2 separate regions of the Sus scrofa genome follow, and region 1 is linked to region 2. A link is a contact called in public HiChIP or PLAC-seq data. All regions are on one chromosome and are shown on one strand. The core of a region is the stretch at or near the end of the contact, and the rest is flanking DNA. Distances in the headings are between cores, read along the strand shown. Region 1 has its middle 50 kb from the start of IFNGR1. Region 2 has its middle 140 kb from the start of OLIG3.

Region 1 (6,519 bases), core at 4,012-6,511, 330 kb before region 2:
AAAGAATCTGAAAAAGAATGGATGTATGGGAGTTCCCATCATAGCTCAATGGTTAATGAATCCAACTGGGAACCTTGAGGTTGCAGGTTCTATTCCTGGCTTTGATCAGTAGGTAAAGGATCCGGCGTTGCTGTGAGCTATGGTGTAGGTTGCTGCTGTGAGCTATGGTGTAGGTTGCAGACACAGCTTGGATCCTGAGTTGCTGTGGCTCTGTCATAGGCCGGCAGCTACAGCTCTGATTAGACCCCTAGCCTGGGAACCTCCATATGCCACGTGTGCAGCCCTAGAAAAGATAAAAAGACAAAAAAAAATGCATATATGTATATGCATAACTGATTCACTTTGCTGTGCACCTGAAACTAATACAACATCGTAAGTCAACTATACCCCAATAAAGTTAAAAAAAAAAACAAAAAACCTTTAGGGGCCCTGATTATAGCAGGGAATACATGGCTTCTCAAAGATTTGACCTTCAGCTTCCTTCTAGGCGCTCTCTCCTCGCTTCCCTCCCTCCTTCACCTACACTCTGCCCCGGAAGGCTGAAGGACTGAATTAGCCACACCCAGAACCATGCTTCAGGCTAACGCTCATCGCCAGCAGTGCCACCCTCCTCCGTGTGTTCCTGGAGACACCCCGACCCCACCTTCTTCACCTGGCAGACATCTCCTTTTCCTTCAAGACAGGCTTTAATCATCACCTCCTGAGAAGTTTAGAAACTTTTCCCAAGTTAAAGTGCAAAGACACTGCTAACACTTCTCAGCTCCATCTCCACTGCTAGACTGTGGCCAGGCTTTTCCTCCCAGCATCCAAAGGAATGGTTCCCGGGATAAAAGATATTAGTTAGACAAATGCCTTTACCAAAACACAACAACATCATAGAAAATTATTCGATTCATATTGAAACTCTGACTAGGAAATAGATGGTAAATATTTATAGTTTCTCTGACTAGAAGCTTCTCCATTGCCTGCACAGGTAGAGTTATAACATAACTTACTCCATTTACACTGTACAAAATAAAATTTCCACTGTGCTTGTGGAAGCTCTACAGTGTTTTTATAGGCCACGCGGTACATATTTTTCTAATTCATGCAACAGGCTAAATACTTGTGCACTTTTAGAAAGTATTTGTTCATTTTCTCGGCTCTCAAAGAGGTTAAAGTCTAGACTAGGTGTTAGAGCTGGGTGATTGCCTTGCAAAAGAAGTTCTCGTCCTGCCTGTACTGTGATCACCAGCTCCAGGGGTCTGGTGAAACCCCCTCACACCTGACCGTGATTCTCAGACTAAACCCAGAGCCCAGGACATGTCCTCTCTGTGTGGGGTCCCGTGATGATGTCCTCATTGTGTGGCAATGGGGCTTCCTTCCCACATTGGACTCCAGGATCCCAGGGCTGACAAATCCCCTAGTTAAATGTACCTTTTTTTTTTTTTTTTTCTTCTTTTCTGTATTAATGCTTTTTTTTTTTTTTTTTTTTTTTTTTGGCCATGCCTGTAGCATGCAAAGATTCCCAGGTCAGGGACCCTTCCCTTCTTAACTCCACTGTATCCATGTCCTTTTGATGTTCTAACAAATGACTACAAACACAACAGCTGAAAACAGCACAAACGTATTTTCTCATAGTTCTGGAGGTCAGAAGTCTGAAATGGGTTTCAGTGGAAGAAAAGCCAGGGGCAGGCAGCCTATGTTCCTATCTGGAGGCTCTGGGGGAGAGTCTGTTTTCTCGTATTTCCAGCTTCTAAAGGCCACACACATTCCTTGGCTCATGGCCATCTTCCGCCACGTCAGTGCCAGCGACTGCAGATTGAAGCCTTCTCACATTGCATTATTCTGAACGTCTCTTCTGCCTCCTTCTTCCAGTTTGAAGGGTTACATTGTGATGCCATTGGCCAACCTGAATAAGGCTTAACAATCTTGCAAGATTCTGAGTGATGGGATGGGGACCTCCTTGCGGGAGCAGTGGTCATTATCTGCCTACAACAGTCACCACTTCCATGGTGATTATCATTTTCACGCAAATGTATATAGTAACCTGATTAGTCTCCATCCTTTATGAATGTAATGAGTATTTATTGATTGCTTTGATTATGAAAATGAGTTAAAATATCTCTGCTCCCAGTCTGATTACAATATACACGGCCAAGCAAATAATTATAAAACCGTGAGAAGAGGGCTGGATCTCTTCACTATTTTCCACCAGCCCTGGCAGGAGCTTAAAAGGATTTCTGCAGATAAAATGTTCAGAGAAGAAAGAAGCCAATGCTCAAGCCACGTCCCTGAATGAGATAGGAGATTGGAACATTAGGGGAAGGTTCCCAAAGGCAGGCTTCTCCAGACAGACTCTTGAAAAACGTGCGGAATTTACCAGATAGAGAACAGAGAGAAAATGATGCTTAACAGAGAGGATAGAGAAATCTCTAGACTGTGAGAAAGCGGGTGGGGTTCGGGGAACTGCAGGTACTTTGGGATCTCCAGAGCAGCGCTGTCCAATAAATCTTACTGCAGAGGTGGAAATATTCTGCATCTGGTGATGCCCATCGGAGCTGCCACTGGACACCTGTGGCTCTGGAGCACTTGAGACAGAGGGACTGGGTTTTTAATTTAATTATTTAATTTAATTGAAATCTAAAGAATGTGCATGTGACTAGTGACTGCCCCACTGTCAGCACAGCTGCAGAGCTCAGAGGGTCTCTAGGGAATGACGAGAGGGGATGGAGTTGGGGCAGTGAGTGGAGGTTAGATTACAGGTGGCCTTTCTTGCTATGCAGGGAAGTATGATTTTAGCTTTTAGAGATGGGGTTTTCAAACAGAGTTCCATGGATACTGCTGGTTCTGTGGATGTGGTTGCTCAGAACGGCTGCCAGGGCTGTCGGGAAAGCTGGGGGAGACCCCAGGAAGGCTGAGTGGGTGCGTGGAGGTCTGTTCCCCCTCCTCCCATTAACCCATCTCACGAGTCTCCTTCAGCTGAGCAGCTCCAGTTTTATCATTTTGTTATGTGGGGGTTTTGTACGATATTATGGGGGGAAATGACTGCTTTAGGGAACGACGAGAAACAGGATGACAGATTTGCATTTCTGATAAATCCCTCGATCTAGAGGTTAGATTTTGATGGTAAAGAAGGTACTGGAGGCAGAGAGAGGGGTTGGAAGTTGATCTTGATAGTCTGGACAAGAGAAGGTGCTGCCTAAACTGAGCAGTTGCAGACCAGTGGAGCATCAGGGCAGATTTAAAGGGGACTCAGGCGGGAGATTAGCCAGGCTTTGGTGAGCAGTCACATGCTGGGAATAAGAAAGAAGAAAGAATCTCTGATCACTGCATGGTTTTGAGAGAATTTGTACCAGAATGATAACATTGCAGTTTTCCTTTGGTCCTTGCGCTACTGTAGCAAAGCATTGAAATGGTGGGCATTTTACAAATTTATTAAAGTGAAAGTACATTTTGAGACAGTGAGAGTAAAAAAGGGGGCCTGCCTCAATTTATAGTTGTTTTATATCCTCATCCTGAGGACCTGAGTGGGGACCCACTGATTTCTTCTGCCCCAGCCCCCTATACCCTGCCCCTGCCTAAGGGCTGAGCGTTGCTTGATCTCTGGATGGGGCCTATTTGATCTTCCAGTTGGTTTCAGGCAGGAGACCTTGTTTGCATGGGAACAGGTTATATAGAGGAGGGTGAAGAATGGACCCCATTCCTAGGGAATGAGCAGCTCAGGCTACTCGAGGTGGGCAAGAGACATCACAGTGAGACCCGGCCAGAGGCTTTGGGGTTTAATCTCCTTGAAAGGAGCTTGTAGCCTCTAACAGTTTCAGCTGTGAGGGAATGGGCAAATAGATGTGCTTAAGGAATACAGGAGGAGAAAAAATGATGACGATCCAGGACCCTCTCCATTTACACCTCAGACTACTCACTATCCGAGGACATTTTAATCATGGCTAGTAAACCGAGAACCTGAGGCAGGTGAGCTCCTGATGACAGACTGGCCCTTCCCAGGCTGAGCTGCATGGTGGCCTGCACCCTGCTATCCAAGGAAAGGTCCAGAAATGACTGAGAACACACTGTGGTTGCTTCCGACAGGCTGGCACCCCCCCCCCATCACAATCCACCAGACACTTTTCAGGTGGCCCATGGACCTTCAACACCAGAAATCCACTGGAGAGACCCAGATGAGGCTCAGGAGCCTGCATGTTCAACAGCTCACCAGATGATCCTCATGCACCCTGCAGGTGGAAACCCACTTCTCTAGAGGTGGTTTGCATAGACTTCCTGCCCTTAGAGACTCAGGTCAGGGTAGAGGTTTTTAGATTTACGTACTTATGAAGTTCATTTCCGGTATAGGCAATGCTTTACCTGATGGGCACCCCTGTATTCAGCAGGGCTTCTTCCAAGCCCAGTAGAGCAGGAGGACAGATCAAAAGAGCTCCCAGTGTGATGTGAAGGAGGGGCGGTGCCCTTGACAGTGGGAAGTAAACTAATGTATTTGCAAATAAGCACAGGTGAAGCACACCAGGAGGCCTCTGGGTGCGGGGGGTTGTGGCAGGGAGCTGTAGAACTTACAGGAAACCCTAAGTGAGCTGGAGGGGACACTCGCCAAGGAAGTATGTGTCATTGGAAGGAAGTGTGACCTCATCTACACGAGCAGCTGGTGAGACCTGAATGAAATCAGGTTACGGATGAGAGAGCTGAGGTTCACAGGCCTTATGTCTGTGCATTTGTTTATTGTTGTTTTTTGTTCTAAGATAACACAGGTGCTTAGTGAAATTCTAACCCAGGTCTGCCTAACCTCAAAACATGAGATGTTGCTGCTGTGCTTCCATGTGCTGAGGAAGTTCAAAGCTCTCCTGATGGTTTTGAAAATAATGGGGAGAAAGTGGGACACAGTCCAAGTCTGAACTCATTGTTTTTTGTCCTTGAAAACTTTCCTCTGGTGTAACTCAGGAAGGTTCTCCAGCTGAGTTCTGTGAAATGTTTTCAAATGCAGTGGAAAAAAGGTTTATTTATTACTGATATAGAATTGAGGACTAATGCACTGTACTTATATTACTTTTATTGATTTTTCTCACAATACTTTTGGAAATCATTTATTAATGCAATTATTTTCTCACCCGTGGCACATGGAAGTTCCCAGGCTAGGGATTGAATCAGAGCAGCAGCTGCCGACCTATGCCACAGCCACAGAAACTCAGGATCTGAGCTATGCCCGTGACATACACCACAGCTCAGGGAAACACCGCAACACCAGGTCCTTTACCCAATGAGTGAAGCCAGGGATTGAAACCAAAACCGTGTCCTCGTGGATAATAGTCAGATTCATTACCACTCAGCCACAACGGGAACTCCTATTAAAGCAATTCTTATAAAAAGGAAGAGATAAGCCAAAGGGATACAGCCAGGAAGTAATTTTTTTTTCCCCAAACACCTCATAAAATTTAAATGCTCAAATACAGAGCTACTTTATGAGTTTGCAATGCAGCCTGGATACTCTTAAAAGAAAAGAAGGTTTTGTGCTTTAAAGGATAAGAAGCAGAATCAATTCAATGTCAATAATTGACCACTTCTGTAAAAAAGTTTTAAGATTTCTCTAGAGACAAGGTGAATCATAACAAGTACCCTGACACTACTTTAGTTTTTTAAAATTTTTTTATTGTTTTGCTTTTGAGGGATGCACCTGTGGCATAGGGAGTTTCCCAGGCGAGGGGTTTAATCGGAGCTACAGATGCTGGCCTACACCACAGCCACATCGATGCCAGATCCAAGCCGCATCTGCAATCTACACCACAGCTCATGGCAACGCCAGATCATTAACCCACTGAGCAAGGCCAGGGATCGAACCCTCAACCTCATGGTGCCTAGCTGGATTCGTTTCCACTGCACCATGATGGGAACTCCTGAAAATACTTTAGTTTTAAATAAAAGACCAGCTCAAAGCAAATTGGTGGTTTTATTAAAGTAAAAAAAAAAAAAAAAAAGTTGTTAAGAAAGAGGCTTATCAAGAAATTTCCAAGAATACTTTCTTTTGGTGATTATGAAAATCTTCTGAAATTAGACATTATGTGATTAGATAGATGTTGGCATAACTATGAATCTACTAAAAACCACTGAGTTTTATATTTTTAACATGATTAATTTTATGTTACATGAATTATATCTCAGTAAAGCTGTTATAAAATAAAACAGTAACAAGAGGACATAAGATGCTTTAGTCACAAAACACACACACACACACACACACACACACACACACACACACACACACACACCCCACCCAAATCTTTGTGGAACTAAAACATTTTTAGCCAAAATCTAAAAGATAAGATGGTCAGTGCTAAAACCCAAATTACTTGCCTGGGAGAATGTTTAATTTTAAGAGACAGGGAAAATATAGGAAGAAAAAAAATTAAAAGCTTGGAAGATATAACCGAAAATAACAAAGGGATAACAAATTTCTAGCAGAACAAAATGTATGGGTTTCAAAATTCATATGGAAATGCGAGGAACCCAAAATATCCAAAACAATTTTGAAAAAGA
Region 2 (6,495 bases), core at 2,013-4,512:
TTTTCATCAGTCAAGGAAACTTCAATTACTACACAACTAAATGAGCACAGGTCAGTCTCATCAAATCAGCAAATATTTATTTAGGGTCTGTCTACCATATGCTTTTGTTGGTGCAGTGGGGAATAACAAAGGAGTAAGACATTACTTTCTGCTCTCAAATAACTTGTAATCTAGTCAGGTTTATATACATATAACTTACAAGGCAAGTAGTCTATGATAAGACTCCGTGATGAAGAGATACTAAACATTTATAGGAATTTAGAAGATACCATTTGTTGGACTGATGTGATCACGGAATTTTTCATAGACGCAAAAGCTTGAATGATGTTCAGATAAGGATCAGGTCTCATTCTGGTTTCTCTTTTACTTTCTCATGCTGTTGTCAGCAAGTGTGGATTTATTATAAGAAGAGATGTGTGTCTTAAGAACTACAAGAGGAGAAAGGCAGCCAGGCCTCTCTGGAAGATGCCGTGACAAGGTTTTGGAAAGTCCCAAGTCTCCCCTTTCCATATCTTTCTCTGTTTCTCAAGTCACCTGTTTTACACTCTCTTCTGCTACTTTGGTCCATGGAGAGGCAATCCTACAGCTCCAGAATTCACAGGTCATACTTATAGTCACCTGCAGAGAGAGAATCCCAACTTATAATGTCTTGGGAGGTGATGGTGATGGAGGCTTGTTAGTTCAGGATAAATAATTTAAAAGATGCAATTTAGAAACAATTGTCAGAAGAAAAAGAATTTAAGGTTCCCAGCTCGACACAAAATCTTCTCCCAAATATTTTTTAAAGACTGCTTCTTTCTCCCTGTTTTCTTCAACTATTTTCTATCCAGATTTTGAGTCATTGTTATGGGGAACCCACCAGGTAATGTATCCATCAATTAATTACATTTGCATCTGCCTCCATCTATTTGCAGATAGTCGAGAATTGATTACACTACTTCTCTGCTAAAAAGGCTGTGTCTTAAATCAGGATAGAGCACCATAGAGCAAGATGGTAGCATCTCATACATACTCTCAAGTGATCGGTCAGATGGATGAGTTAAATTTGTGCATCTAGTCTACATCTTTGCTTATAAAAATGGAGATCATTTGCTTCAGATTGTTTTGGAGGAAAGGATAGTTTCTTGGGATGGGGGGAAGCCTAAGAAAGGAACAAAAATATTTCTGCTGTGATGTGCAAAAACATTTGGAATTGGTTTGGACTTTGATGACAGAGCAGCCTACCACTTCCCTCCTCTCCTATCCCATCTATTTGTGCCATGGATTTACTGAAGAAACACAGTCACTAAAGGTGTGTTGGATGGTACAGACTTGATAAAATGTTAAGAGGGAATATTGTAGCCTGAGTGATGACTGCTTTGGAAGAAATATCATACTCAAGTCCAGGAGAATACATCAAGGCAAGATTGCAGTGTTCTGGGAAAGAGATGATGGTGATCTGAATTGGACAGGTGGAACAGGGATTAGAGGGAGGAATTCATCTTTGATCCAATCCAAGAGACAGTTCCCAATTCTGATTACAGCAATTACCTAAGATCTGTAGTAAGCTAAAAGGTGAGAATGATATTTAATATTTAATAAGCTTTTATTGAAATGTTTAGGTAATATCATTAGGTGGTGAGCTCTCCCAAGGAGTGCTCAGAAAGAGCTAGATGACCAGCCACTGGGGATGATGAACCTTAAGGCTAAAATCTCTTGTGCCCAACATCTCCTTCTCGACAGGTGATTGTCCAAACTGTATTCGAAGAGTTTAAGTATGAGACAGAACACTTGGCTCTGGGAGGCAGCCTATTTGAGGGCTGAGCATCTGTAATTATTAGAATGCGTCTCCTGACAATTAGCCCCTTGACAGTCTAGGACTGTATAAAAGAAACCCATTCCTCATCATCTTCTCCAGGCTAAACCTTTTCAGTTCCTTTAACTGTTTTTCATTTCTTGTCTTCGTTCCTCTTTTCTGGCCATGCTTCCTGCTGGCACTGCCCTATTTGGAGCTTGCACCCAGAACTGCACATGCTTTATGAGGGGCAGCCTAACCTGAACAGAACAGAGAGGCTATGAGTTCTGTTATTCCAGCTACTGTATTTCACTAACACAGCTATAGGTGACAATCAAGGTTGTGGCAGCTCTTTATATTCTTCACTTATTTTGAGTCAACAAAATCCCCGAAGTTATTCTTTGCGTGTGCCACTGTTCAAACATGTAGAGCTGTGAAGCTCACCTTGGAATCGAGGGAGAAAACTTTATAGTAACCATATTGCATGTTTCCTTGTTGGAGTCAGGCCATTGCTCTAATCCATCAAGTTCTTTTTGAACTTTAAATCTGACATCTGGTGTTTCAGTCACTCTTCTCCATTTTAAATCATCTGAAACTTTAATTTAAAGCCAGCTCAGCCCATATTCATTGAAACAGAACTGTTAAAGAGGGGAGGGCTGGGGATGAAAACTCCTAGAGCTCTCTGGCCAGGATGACAAGTTTTTCACAAACAGCATTTTCCTTGGATATGGCCCCTTACTAGTTACAATGCACTCCACTGCTTAAACTCCAGCCCCCAATTTTCCTTCTCATCTCCAAGGATATTAAAGATCATTTCTATTCTCTGTCAACAGACTTCCGTTGGTCTATCCAGTTAAGAACTCTATGGATAAATGAGCTGAGTGCAGTACAGCTTGTTAGTAGTGCTTCTATGCTGATTCCTAATTTCTCCTGAACAAAGTCACCAGATTGCAGTCCAGAAAATTCACCTTCCTCCCCTTTACAAATCAAGATAGTATGGGAATTCCCATTGTGGCTCAGCCGGTTAAGGACCTGACATAATCTCTATGAGGTACAGGTTTGATTCCTAGCCTCACTCAATGGGTCAAGAATCCTGTGTTACCATGGCTATGGTGTAGGCCTGCAGCTATAGCTCTGATTTGACCCCTAGCCTGGGGAACTTCCATTTGCCACAGGTGTGGCTGTAAAAATAAAATTAAATAAATAATCCATCAAAATGGCATATGCCAAACTCCACCTTTTTGGAAATCATACCATCCTTCACAGTCACAGATTAATGCAGCAGTTTGACTTTTCTGGCAACTTCCTTCAGGCAGTTCACTATGTAGGTCAGGAGACAAACTGACTTAAGGCATTGAGTTCCAAGAGCCTTTTACCAGAGTTTGATCCAAACTTGTGGGATTATTCTCATTGATAAAGACAGTGGAAGACAAGTAGGGGTAGAACAGTGTGTTTTTCTCCCTGCTTTCTTTTGACATTAAACCATCTGGCTCTGGAGTAAGTCTTTGCCTTCCTTGTTCTGCTTCCTGCTTTGAGTACACCCCAGATCACCCCATTGTGCACTTCAGCACTTTTCACAAGCCTTACTTCCTACTAAATATTCGCATCCACAGGCTGGATGTAATTGCACACGCACATTTCTTCTTCTTTTTTGTTTTTTGCTTATTTTAGGGCCACACCCACAGCATATGGAAATTCCCAGGCTAGGGGTTGAATTGGAGCTGTAGCTGCTGGCCTACACCATAGCCACAGCCACAGCAACTCGGAATCTGACTGACATTGCAGCTCATGGCAACACCAGATCCTTAATCCACTGAGCAAGGCCAGGGATCAAACCCTCAACCTCATGGATACTAGTCAGGTTCATTTCTGCTGCGCCACAATGGTAACTCCCCATTTCTTTCTTTTTATTTTTTATTTTTTAATTTTTAGGGCTGCACCAGAGGTATATGGAGGTTCCCAGGCTAGGGGTCGAATCAGAGCTGTAGCTGCCGGCCTACACCACAACCACAGCAATGAGGGATTCAAGCCACATCTGAGACCTACACCACAGCTCACGGCAACACTCCCGATTAACCCACTGAGGGGGGCCAGGGATTGAACCGGCGTCCTCATAGATGTCAGATTCATTTCTGCTGAGCCACAATGGGAACTTCCCATTTCTTCTTAATTATGAGTTTGTCCACCTTTTCTGTACGTCCTTCTAAAATCTGGGCTGAGTTCCTCGAGAGTCATGTTAGCATCTTAGCTCACCTCGCCAGGTTTACTCAGGGTGGATTAGTTCCAGAGATCAATAGTCCCCCAAACCTTTTAAGTCATCTCTATTTTATAGTTGAAGTCACCGATTCCCACCTAACCTTTAATGGAATTCTTTCTGAAATGTCTTCTCTTACCCAGCTTGTTTAAATGTCTGACACTCTTCAGGGAACGTGCATATTTTTTCCGAAGGTTCTCAAGGAAGCAACGTGGTAGTGGAAAAGGTCTGATTTCTGAGTCAGGACTTTGTTCAAAGTCTGCACCTGCTCAAACTAGCCAGGTAACCTTAGGTGGCAGTTCCCTTCATCTCTCTGAGGCTAAGCGGAGATAATTATGCATTACCTCACAGAGGTAATCTCTCATCTCACAGAGTCATGAGATGAACAAATGAGATGATGTCTGTATTCAGTGACAGCTGACACATAGTGGGTCTTCAGGCAATGTTGGTTCTTTTCCTCTTTGCCTTTCTCTCTCCCTCTTTCAGTACACCAACCTGTTCTCACTTGTTTTTCATAATTCATTCAGAGTAGAAGTTCCTCTCATAGTCTTTGTTTTTTTAGGGAGACTCAGTATCCAGCTAGGTAAATAAGAACTTACCCAGCTTCTGCCTTTGGTGTGGATGAACCCCGGTAGAAAGCCCCATCACTGCCGCATCTTGCTTCTCTGCTGTGGCTTTTGCCACCCGGATCATTTCCTCCATCCGGTCCAGGTGTTAATTCTAAAAAATATTTGGAAAACTCTGAGAACATTTTCGATCCTTTGCGCTTCGTTCTTCTTGTAAACGTTTAGCCTTCTCTTCCAAAACAGTCATCTTTTACGTCATAGGGATGTTTTTTCTCATTCTAGATAACTCAATTCTGAGGAATCTGGGTGCAAAACTTTAATGGAAAAGCCACAACTGAGTTCCTTCAGCAATGCCCAGGATGTTGAGGAACAGATTTGAGTTGGGCCATTTTGAATCGGGCTCCTCGTCATCACTAATCTTCCTGCCTTTCCAGATTCAGGGCTAAGCTGAAATCTTGTGCTTCCTCAAATGCTTCTCTGACTTTCCTTACTTCCTCCAGTTAAAAATACCTGCCCTTTTGGGTTTGAATGGGAATGACCACTTACATTAAATATCCATCACTACATTTTTCACTTTCTCTTTACCCACTTCTGGGTCACTTTCCCCCTGCTGCTGTGTCTTCTTCAAGGTCTGAACTGCACAGGCTACCTTTTCTGAGATGCCTGGAACCTCCCTGTTGGGCAAAAATATACTTATCAGCCTCTGGACCATGTGTGCATCTCCCAGGTGACAGGGAAGTAAGCAGGAAATGAAAGAAGGGAGCCTAGATTTCCATCACTGGGGGATTTCTTCAGTCTTAAGGGGCAGCCTATTGAAATAAAACCACCCTAAATGTCACCTACTGACCCAACTTTGATTCTCTGGATTTTACTTTTAGGTCAAGCCTAACCTGCAGCTGGATTTTTACTATATATTATATCATATCATACCAAATAGTACACCCTTCCTGACTATTCCAAGAGGATTTGTGTTACATGTTTAAGTGTCAATCAAAGGTGGCCCTTAAAGAAAGCTGAATTTTTTTTTTTGTCTTTTCTAGGGCCGCACCCGTGACATATGGAGGTTCCCAGGCTAGGGGTCGAATCGGAGCTGTAGCCACCAGCCTACGCCGGAGCCACAACAATGCCAGATCTGAGCCGCATCTGCGACCTACACCACAGCTCATGGCAACACTGGATTCTTAACCCACTGAGCGAGGCCAGGGATTGAACCCGCAACCTCATGGTTCCTAGTTGGATTCATAATCCACTGCACCACGATGAGAACTCCAAAAGCTGAAGTTTTTAATGAGCATTTTTTGTTTGCAGCTTTTCTATTAGACGTCTGGAAGGCAAGCCCCCAAACCACCCCAACTTCACTTACAGTTCTAAGCCAACCTTCAAAAATTTCTTTTAGATATTGGACTGTATTTCTGACACTCCAGGAAAAGACAAGGTAGACTCTGATTTCATGAAGAATTCAGAAGTAGATTCTCAGCCTTATAAATGTAAATGTGATGGCCTATATATTTCCTGTTCCCCTAATACCTGAATCTGTTCTGTTTTAAAACTCTGAATTCCATTCCTATTCAAGTGCCCATCTCCTGGGAGCGAGTGACTCCCCATTTTCATTTACTCTTCATTCGCTCCTCTTTGAGTCAATGCAGAGTTGTTTGTTTGTTTGTTTTTCACGACAATAGGCTGCCAAAGCCCATGGGCTGTCTGGGAGGATCAACAATGGCATAACATAATATATGCCTGGCTTTATTTGGCAGGTCACACTCCTAGACAGGTCTTTCATTTCCGGTGGCCAGACCATCTACAAAACAAGGAAATACTTACATGCTCCAATTTTGGAAGGTAGAGGGAGGCGAATTGCAGCAGTGAACAGTCAAAGGTCAGAGCTGGATGGGATGTTTTGT

What was found. HiChIP or PLAC-seq counts read pairs in DNA pulled down with a chosen protein or histone mark.
Region 1: an H3K27ac HiChIP or PLAC-seq map of alveolar macrophages shows a contact between it and region 2. The contact joins two enhancer-like sites. A contact is called at or near these places in 2 of 2 datasets of contacts at active chromatin or transcription factors (alveolar macrophages and skeletal muscle).

Annotation. Positions count from the first base shown.
Region 1 is chr1:26,984,338-26,990,856 of Sscrofa11.1, reverse strand. No RefSeq gene overlaps it. Among named protein-coding and RNA genes, the nearest start is that of IFNGR1, 50 kb to the left of the region's middle. Within about 2 kb of position 5,261, at least 17 of the 83 cell types and tissues checked have an H3K27ac peak or open chromatin away from gene starts, as enhancers often do. A contact at or near this core is called in alveolar macrophages, where this site is marked.
Region 2 is chr1:26,653,743-26,660,237 of Sscrofa11.1, reverse strand. No RefSeq gene overlaps it. Among named protein-coding and RNA genes, the nearest start is that of OLIG3, 140 kb to the left of the region's middle. Within about 2 kb of position 3,262, at least 5 of the 83 cell types and tissues checked have an H3K27ac peak or open chromatin away from gene starts, as enhancers often do. A contact at or near this core is called in alveolar macrophages, where this site is marked.